2 separate regions of the Gossypium hirsutum genome follow, and region 2 is linked to region 1. Evidence: chromatin contacts called from public Hi-C data. All regions are on one chromosome and are shown on one strand. Each heading gives the region's core, a stretch centred on a gene start, on an enhancer-like site or on the middle of the called end of the contact. The rest is flanking DNA. Distances are from core to core; before and after follow the strand shown.

What was found. A called contact is a pair of places that touch in the nucleus more often than the background predicts.
Region 2: a contact with region 1 is called in a Hi-C map of leaf, with 2.0 times the contacts expected there. The contact joins the promoter of LOC107957026 here to the promoter of LOC107942705 in region 1. A contact is called at or near these places in 6 of 34 Hi-C or Micro-C datasets (hypocotyl and leaf).

Annotation. Positions count from the first base shown.
Region 1 is chrA05:82,946,550-82,951,689 of Gossypium_hirsutum_v2.1, reverse strand. It overlaps LOC107942705 (glutaredoxin-C1), which reads right to left and starts at 2,424. Exons shown (of 1, transcript XM_016876426.2): 1 at 1,517-2,424. The coding sequence starts at 2,194. The coding sequence ends at 1,817.
Region 2 is chrA05:83,155,255-83,160,394 of Gossypium_hirsutum_v2.1, reverse strand. It overlaps LOC107957026 (ACT domain-containing protein ACR6), which reads left to right and starts at 3,130. Exons shown (of 7, transcript XM_016892450.2): 1 at 3,130-3,569; 2 at 3,975-4,020; 3 at 4,139-4,253; 4 at 4,329-4,396; 5 at 4,469-5,074. The coding sequence starts at 3,523.

The sequences.
Region 1 (5,140 bases), core at 1,175-3,674:
TAAGAAGCATAGAAAAATTTGGCTTCAAAAATTTTCTCAGCGTTGAAGATATTGATACTTTTATGTGGTGTAATATTATGCACTTCGACAATGTTGTTACTATGTGGTGTACTACTAATTATGTATTTGGATAATATTATTTCTAGTACTCATTATGGTTTCGAAGCAATTTATAATTATTCAATATTCTTACTAGTACTCATTATGGATAATATTTTTTCAATTTATAACGATCAATATTGTAGCTTATTATTGAGTATTATTATAAATAAATCATTGCAATATATGTAAAAACAATTTAAAATATAAAAATTTATTAATATATATTAATATATGTAAAAAACAACTTTTCCGGAAAATATTTTCAGGAAATCTGTCAAACAGCAGAAAATATTTTACAAAGATTCAATCAAACACCAGAAAATATTTTCCAGTAAGTCATTTTACAGAAAAGTAAAATATTTTCCAGAATTCATTTTACGGAAAACATTTTACAGCCAATCAAACAGACCCTAAGTATCAAGATTGATACCAATTTACAGGTTAAGCATTGTTTTGGAAAGTTTAATCTTAGCAGGTTAAAATGGGTTTAAAGACGATTTGGTTGAGTTGGGGCAGAACAGAATGGGTTTCCAAGCGTTGGGCTGTTTGGTGGGTGGTTTTGCATTTGCATGCAGGCCTTAACAAATTATTGGATTGTTGTGTTGTGTGTAAATTTTGAAGGCAGAAATGTTTGGGGTGATTTATTTAGACCTGGACTACTGCTACATATATGTAATATATGGAATGGAGGTCAACATGATCTAAAGTTTCGTGAATCATCATCAATGTATGACTGTCCCTTTCTACCTTATCATCCTATGTCCTATATATATGAGAAACATTCAACCACTTGGGTCCAAAATACCATAACTTTTGCACTATCCAGAAGCTCACTGGAACTGCAAGTTAGTCTTGGAAATTCCAAGTAGATTAGACTGAATAAGTAAATATTTATGGGAAAAAGAATCAAATCATGAATCTCACACCCATAACAAGAAGAATAATTATATGCCTTTATATTTATGCTAAGAGAGCCCAATGCCCATGGCCATGGCGATGGAAAGGTTCCTCGGCCACTCCCAACGCCCACCCACCTCCCAAAAGTCAAAACTTCCAATAGCTCCTCGTTCCTATCCATTTCCCCAGCACCATATTCATAAGATTCCATCTCTAGCAACTCACCGGCCTCTCTCTCTCGAATACATATTAATCTTTCCAACCCCACAAAATCATACACGTCATCATAATCCACTCTCACCACACGTGTTAATCCCAATAAGAAATCAATGGTTGTACGGACATTGACCCCTCTTCCTTCCTAGCTAGTCACTAATCGTCAAATCCTTTAGTTTTACTGTTTTTATGGCTGTTCAGGAACTGAGTTCTTGTCTAAGCCCCTCCAATTTCATTGTTTGGTGAAAAAAAAAAAGCAAACTAAAGAAACAAACAAAATAAAAAATGAAGTGGGAACTCATTGAAAATAACTATTTTAATTTGTTTCCTTTGTACAGAGGAGGGAACCATCAGCCATTACATTTCACACTTGAGATCAAAGACTAGTTAAAACTTGAAACAAAGGGCACACCAAAAAGACCCACTTGTGAGTAAAACACCAATAAGAAGGAAAAAAAAAGAAGGAAAAGCTTGAGAGACTAAAGACATATCAGCTACTGCTGTATTCCAAAATGGAGTAGACTCCAAAACTATCACTCCTCTTCCTCTGCCATGCTTTTCTCTATCAGTTTTTTTTTTTAATGAGGAATGCCAAAGATGATCAAAGCCAGAGAGCACCAGCTTGTTTGAGAAGAGGAACAAGAGTGCCGTTGATATGAGAAGCCATGACTCTATCCATTGTACCCACAAGTTTCCCACCAATGAACACAACAGGAACAGCAGGAGAGCTTCCAAGCAACCTCATCAAAGCTTTCTCCATGTCTTTCCCTCGAGGGTCTTGATCCAGCTCATACACAGTTGGGTTTACTCCCATCCCACAAAACAGCCTCTTAATGGCATGGCACATGCAACAACTGCTAATACTAAATACAACCACCGCATTCTCCGAAGCCAACCTCTCTATCCTCTCCAATGGATCCCCAACTGTAGTCCTGGTGGTCGGCACGTAAGAACCCCATGAACCTGTCTGGCAATGCATTTTTTTTAGTAAATGCTAATAAGGTGACTGCTTCTGCTGCAAGAAATTAATAGAGGGGGGAAAAAAGAAAGAAGATTTGGGATTTTGGCTGAGGTCAGTGAGTGAGATCAAATGGTGAAGCTTGCCGCTGGTGAGAAACGAGGAAGGTTTTAGTTGGTATTTATAGAGAAGGGAATGCAAAATATGGGCAAGTTTTTTTGGGGAATCATCAATGTTTTATTGTTATTTTAATGTGAATATAAAGGAAAGTAAACAAAGTTGGTCTCTTGAGTCTTTTGCAGTCCTCACTCCAGTCCAGTTCAATATTTGGAGAGAGAGATGGCAGTAAAAAGAGCTATTTATGTTGTCCTTTTCCTTAAAAAAAAAGAAAGGTCTTTTCATGGGTTTAAGCAATAATAACGAGTTATATATATCATCTGAGTTGTGTGAACTAATTGAGAAGTTTTGCTTTCATTTAGAAATTCAACTAAATAATTACGAGGGTGTGAGACTAAAAAAAGTTATCATTAATTTTCATCTAATTGACTACATGATATATGTCAACTCATATTCTTAGTTGATCACTGATGATTGCGATGGATATTTTAGTTTCCAACTTTTATATATATAATCATGAGGTAATCTTTTCATCAAAAAATTATTCTTTGTTAATATGTTAATGTTTTTTTTAATGAATTTTATTCTCTTTCAATCTTTTTTTTTTGTATATGTACCTACTTATCCTTTAATTATATATTACGTTAGTTTATTTTTTTTATTAATTAATATGATGATCTAGTGGTGAGGTCGAATATGAACATTCTCAAGCGCTCTGATTCTATAACTGGTGTGGGGCGGTTTCTTCCTTTCTAGAGGGAAAAAAATAAACAGAAGAGAATTAGAATATTGCAAATATTTGTTACATATGGGACACATAATTTATATTATCTGTTTAGCATCTTAGATTATATATTTAGCTTCCAATAAGGAAGAATTTGATCTTTATTCCTTTTAGACTTGACTTTCTAGGCTTTTCAATAAAATTAATATCATGAATAATTATTTCTATCAAATAATAATTTTATTTATTTAATAGGGTAGACTGGAATTATAAAAACTTATTTGAAAAGGTAAATATAAAAAGAGTGAAACATGATAGTCATAAATAACTTACCAATCACTCTTTGTCAACCACGATTGGGTTTGTCTAGATTTTATCCCTCCTAAATTATTTGATAAATTTAATATCTTTTCTCCACAAGTACGGAAGCACATGCAATGTTGCTTCCATGGCTCACATGCAGCACGCACGCATGCCTTGGACTATACATGCAGCCTTGTCTAACATTTATGCAACAATACCTGCATTTTTATTTATTTATTTTATTTTTCATGATTATGAAGTTAACTAAAATTAAAGTGGTGAAAACAAAAGGAAGCACAATGAGATGCTGAGGGTTTAAAAAAGGTTTGGGTGGGAAGCCAATGGGGCATGGCATGGGTTTTGGTATTTGCAAGCTAAGGAGTGTGTTAATGTTGTTGGTGAGAATAATAAATTAAAAGAAAACGGTATTCTTGGATTGTGCTTGTCGACTTCTTTTTCAACCTCCTACACCTTTCTTTTTGTGGATTTTGCCAATGAATAAATTATTTAAATCGTATTAACCAATATTATTCCTACTCATAAACAATATTGATATATCTTTATTTATAAACCCCAAAGAAAGCTATAGAGATTATTGTGTTATGTTAATTTGTATCTTTCTTTTTTATTTTCAAAAAAGAGGGGGATGCATGGTGGTGAATCAAAAACTAATATGTACTGCTATGATCTGATAGAGATGATTTGATGAGTCAACTTTGAAGCTTTTGGAAATGAAAAAAAAGGCATGCATGCTTTAGATTTTTGAAGTATGTGGATGGATGTACCTCGAGTGAATATGTAGATATAGTCTAAAGTCTTAAAAAAGATTGAAAGATTGAAATGCCATAACATTCATGTAGCTGTCGCTCTCTGCTCTCCCTATGCCTATGCCACTAAAAAAGAAGTTATGCTTTTGCTTTCTTTCTTCAACCCTAAACCCTATTTTCTGATCAACATTTCTTAATGGTCAAAGTAAGCACACCAGCTTGGTCAGGATTGATGTTGAATCGTAGCCGTTTGATAGCTGAACAAAAGTTGATCAAACGGTTGGAGTTTTCATACACATATATATTATATTTCAACAATATATATATTACACTTGGGTTTAGCCTAGCTGCTGACAGTATTATATATATAGCAGAACCTACAGCTTTAGAATGAAAATAGAAATGGGGCGTGATCGTTTTGTCAGCTTTTTCTAATTTTGTGTCCAATTCTACGTTTTATCCCTTTGCTTTTCCTTTTTTTTTTTTCTTTTACCCTTTTATAGTGAAACAATGGCCAAGTACACATTTCAACTGTCCATTGAAATAAACAGTATTTAGGACAATAATTCCCTAAGCTTCATCTCATACTCGTATATAATATATATACTAGTTCCATATTTGTTGTTTTATAATGTATATTATTATTTAGATAAAGTAATTAAAAAGTAATTGCATTATTATTTTTAAAATTAATATTCTTTTACAATATGTCAATAAAAATAAAAAAGAATTTTTTTAAAATGAAAAGTCATGAGGATTAAAATAGTAAATTAAAAGTTGAGCTTTTTAATAAATTAAAGTATGTAAGAAAGTGAGGACTAATCTAGCAATTTCAATATGTAAGAAAGTGAGGACTAATCTAGCAATTTCAAATGATAGAGTACCTTATCTGAAAACAGCCTCTATCCTTTAAATAGCAAGCATTTTCTCTTTATTTTTCTTACTTGAGTCACTTTTTTCTTTTTTTTATCATCGTCGTGATCTAGTGCCGAAAACTTATAGTTCTCAAGATTTCGACAAAAAAAACTCAAAAGTCACCGAATTTTTTTTAGTAAA
Region 2 (5,140 bases), core at 1,881-4,380, 210 kb before region 1:
ATAGTAAAATGACATCAAAACAACAACAAAATAGTTGCAAACAGTAGTAGAAAAAAATTAGGCAAATTCAAGGCAGGCCAAGAAATCTTACTCGAGGCTCGACGGGTTTTTGTCCAAGCCCATTTCTTAGGTCTATATTTTTTCTTAAATCCTCCCACTTTCTTGGTAATTCTTCGAGTCTAAACAGGTGACTTGACCCATAATCAAATTTATTTATAATTAATCAATTACTAAAATATATGAAAAATAATACTCCAATCGCACATAGCATTAAAAACTTCTAAGAAAAGAAAAGTGCTTATAATCTTTCATTTTCTTTCATTTTATTTTTATTAATATTCATAATAGAGGAAGAAATGTTGCCTTATTTTCTCGTTCTTCTTTTTCATTTTCCATCGATTCAGTTTTATTAATTTGTATATATATATATATATATATATAAAGCTCAAGGAAATTGATTAAAGAAGAATAGTTTTTTTTTTTTTACTTGCGAAATCAAATTGTGAAGGAAACCATTTTTTTTTTGGAAAGTGGCATAACAGGGGGTAGTTTGATCAGAACGTGAAATGAAGTTTTCCTCTTTTGGCCACTAGTGTCAATTGATGTTTGAGGTTTTCCTATTCTAGTAAATATATAAAAGACAATATAAATGAAAATGAGATCAAGTTTCATGGTTATCCAAAATACTCCACGTTTACTACTTGTTATTCACTACTCTTTCAATTTTAATATTGGATAAGATTACTGTATGTTTTTCTACTACTTTTCGGATTAAATTTTTATATATACTTTAATGCAAAGATAATCATAGTTTGGCTTGACTTTATGCTTAGTATTAAATATTTTATGCAATATAAGTTTTAAATTTTATTATATTTATTAATTTTTTATAAAGATTAAAACTTATGATATCGTGGTCTATATTATTATTATTATTATTATTATTTTAACTAAAATTATATTGATTTTTAATTTTTTTATAAATTTATTAAATAAAATTTCACCTACCATAATATAATATAACATAATTAGAAAACTTGTCAAACTGAACAGATTTTGAAGTCTTGAGTGTTGGGGCTTAAACTCTATTCATGTAGTCTTTCATTCCATGTGTTTTTTTTTTATAGGATTGAGAAAAATTGAGAAATTGAAAATCAATTCAAGTCAGAGGTGTTTGGATAATTTTAGTTCATGAGTTAGAAAATGGAAAATATCCAAATTAAATCGAATATCTATTTTATTTTATTTATAATTATTTTTTATTGATGTAAAATAAGTATTTTTTAATTAAAATAGTGAAATATTTGAAAATTACAATATAAAAAGTAATTTTCAGAATTGATATATAAAAGTTATTAATTATTTTTATGCATTTAAAAAATATGAAAATAAAATTGAGACTTTATTAAATAATATTAAAAAATTTATTGTGTTAATTTAAATTTAAAATAAAATAAAAAATAATAATCACAGATTCAAAAATTTTAAAATTTATCCAACCAAATAAAATTGAACCTAAGAATATGGGTAATGTGAAGAAGGAAGAAGCGAAGGCGGTTAGGCATTGAAATAACGTGGGCTAGGATTGCCGCCAAAAACAGGGGCAAAAATAAAAATATCCGACCAAACTGTTTTCACCACGTGCACATTTAACACGTCATCCTCCCTTATTTTCTGCCTCACGTGCTGCCAAAATCTCCGTGTGCCGTAATTAATTTATCACTTCAGTTAAATTATGAAATTGATTTAAAAGCACAACAGCGCTTTTTAGCAGGCATAACCGCCCTTCCAATTAGAGATGTGCATGGCCGGGTTATCTGGTCCCGCCCGAAGGCCCGCCCAAAATTTGGGAGGGTTTGGGAAAAAATATAGGCCCGAAAAATAGGCTTGGACAAAAAAATGAGGCATGTTTTAAAAATGGACAGGGCCTTGGGTAAGGTATTTTTAGCTCGGGCTCGGCCCGGCCTTGCCCGAATTCACTAAATGACAAAAAAAATTTGCATATATATTTTTTTTATTTTTGATTGTTATTTTCTTGTTGTTTTCTCCATATTTTACTACCATTTTACTATTATGTTGCTATTATTTTGTTATTATTGTGTGGATATTGTATAAAATTTATTTTATTGTTAATTTTCTTGTTATTTTAAAGGCATTTGTTAATTTTTTTATTATTTTAGAAGCATTTGCTTGTTAAGTTGCATTTATCTTAGTGTTATTTAAGTCTACATATTTTTTAAAATTTATTTTCAATTTGTTGAGAAATATTTATTTTGATATTTTTAGTATTTTTGATGTATTATATATGTTTAAAAATAATATAAAATAATATAAAAAATTAATACCGACGGGCCGGGCCTGGCTCGGGTTTTAGTATTTTTATCCGGGTCGAGTTTGGGCAAAATTTTAAGCCCTTTTTTGGGCCGACCCGGCCCGAGCCCAATAAATGGGCATGATTTTTAGTTGAGCCCTACCCAAACTTGGCCCGGCCCATGAACACCTCTACTTCCAACCAATCTCTTACTTCCACGTTAACAATATTATAGATTCGATATTTTTAATTAAAATTAGAAATTTTACCACATATTATTATTACATATAGTTTTTAAAATAGCCTAAAATCATAATAAAATCTAATTTTTAGAATTAATAATAATATATACCATGCATTAAAATAAAATAAAATAAATTTAAATAAATACATCAAAATAAAAATATTAAATTCAAAATTATTTATCATAATATTATCATTTTAGATAAGTTGATATTCTCAATTAATGACATTATTAATATATACAAATAATATGAATAATAAAATTAAAATGTATAAATGCTAGAATAAAACTATAATTGAAGTGGTTAAAAAAGGATTTTATAAATAAATATAACATGAGTTTAAATCTCCACATTCATAACTTTTTTTTATAATTTTTGTATTGTTTTTTTCTAAAATAAAAAAAATCATTATAATAATATAATTTATTTAAAATATATAAAATATATAATAATCTTTTAATAAATTAATATGGAATTAACTCCCGACATCCACTAAATAAAAATATTTAATTAATAAAACCTAATCTAATTCAACTTCAAATTTAACCAAGATGGTTGTAATTTGAAATTAGGGAGAGATTCTGTAAAAAAAGAAGACATTAGGGGGGGATGAATTAAAAAAAAAAAAGAAAGAAAGAAAGAAAGGAGGTCTTTTTCATATATATTTTTCAACTTGGGATTGATTAATTATGTCTGTCCGTTAAAATCTTTAAAATCTTAAATGGCTAAGGTTTTACTTTACTTTTTATAGTACTACTTTTCGTTCTCTCGCTCTTGTGTTGTGTTTTCCTTGAATATTGGAAAAAGCCAATTTTTTTTCCTTTTTCAATTTTGATTAGTATCAAAATAGAAGGTATAAAAGGTGCTTTTGGAATTCTGGGCTTTGGTATTTGTGGTCTAATAAATTATTTCTGGGGAAAGTTGGGTGGTTTTTAGTTTGTAGAAAGTTGGATTCTTTTTTGAGAGATGGATGATGAATTTGCTAAGCTTGTCCGGAGGGTGAACCAACCCAGGTATTGCTTTTCATTTTTGGATTTTTGATGGGACAGTATCAATTTTTATTTGAATTTGTTCAAGGGTCTGTCAAATTTTTCTCTTCTTTTTTCCTCTAAGTTTTTAGAAAATAAAATTTTCAGTTTTTACAAGTTATCCTCTTTCTTATCGTTATTGTTTCAATATTTTTATTTATTTTTCTCTTCTTTTTTTTTTCTTTCTGCTTTGTGTTGATCAAAGCTGTTTTTCTTCTCTCTTTTTTTTCTTAGTGTTATTTTCATGGTAGCCAATTACTGTTCCAAAATCAAGAGCGGCAATTGGACTTTCTATGCCAAAATGATATGTTTCCTTGAAGGCTCTTTTATTTGATTAGTTGAAAAAAAAAAGTAGGGTTAATATGAGATGTATGCTTATTTTTGTTGCAGAGTTGTGATTGACAACAATGCTTGTGAGGATGCCACTGTTATCCATGTAAGCTTCTTCCCTCTGCCTTTGCTGTAATTAGGTTATCTTACGTGGCTAATTAGTTCCTTAGATCTCTGTTTATCAACCTATCTATAATGGTTTAAATATGAATTTTGCTGGTTAGGTTGACAGTGTCAACAAACATGGGATTCTCCTGGAAGTTGTCCAAGTGCTTACAGATATGAATCTTACAATAACAAAGGCATACATATCATCTGATGGAGGATGGTTTATGGATGGTAAGGTTTTTTTTCTTAAACCCTGCTTGAATTGTATGTTAAATCCCGGGTTAACCAGTTACTTGTATGTTTCAGTCTTTAATGTTGTTGACAATGATGGCAACAAAATCAGAGATAAGGAAGTTATGGACTATATTCAGAGTGTAAGAACTTACCTCATCCTTATTGTTCAATGAATTTAACTACTGGCTTATCTTATATAGTCTGTTTTGCAGAGAATTGAAACTAGTGCTGGCTTTGTGCCATCACGGAGAGGCTCCGTAGGCGTGATGCCTGCAGAAGAGCATACATCGATTGAACTTGCTGGCACTGATAGGCCTGGTCTATTATCTGAAGTATGTGCAGTTCTTGCTGACCTCCATTGCAATGTTGTAAATGCTGAGATATGGACCCATAATGCTAGGGCAGCTGCCGTAGTTCATGTGACAGATGATTCAATGGGCTGCGCAATCAGTGATCCAAAACGTCTCTCAACGATAAAGGAATTGCTTTGTAATGTTCTCAAAGGAAGTGATGACTTGAAAACTGCAAAGACAACACTTTCAGCTCCAGGTGTTATGCACAGGGAGAGAAGGTTGCATCAAATCATGTTCGCAGACAGGGACTATGAAAGGGTTGAGAAAGCAGGAGTTAGGGCGGTAGAGGAAGGGAGTTCAAGACCTCAAGTCACTCTGTTGAATATCGAGAAAGATTACACTGTTATTACCATGAGGTCAAAAGATAGGCCGAAACTATTGTTTGATATAGTCTGCACTCTCACAGATATGCAATATGTTGTTTTTCATGGAATGGTGAACACAGGAAGGATCGAAGCTTATCAGGTGAGTTGGTTACAGTGAAGTAGCTTGTAAAAAAATGACAATAGCAAACCCTTTTTATTATAGTCA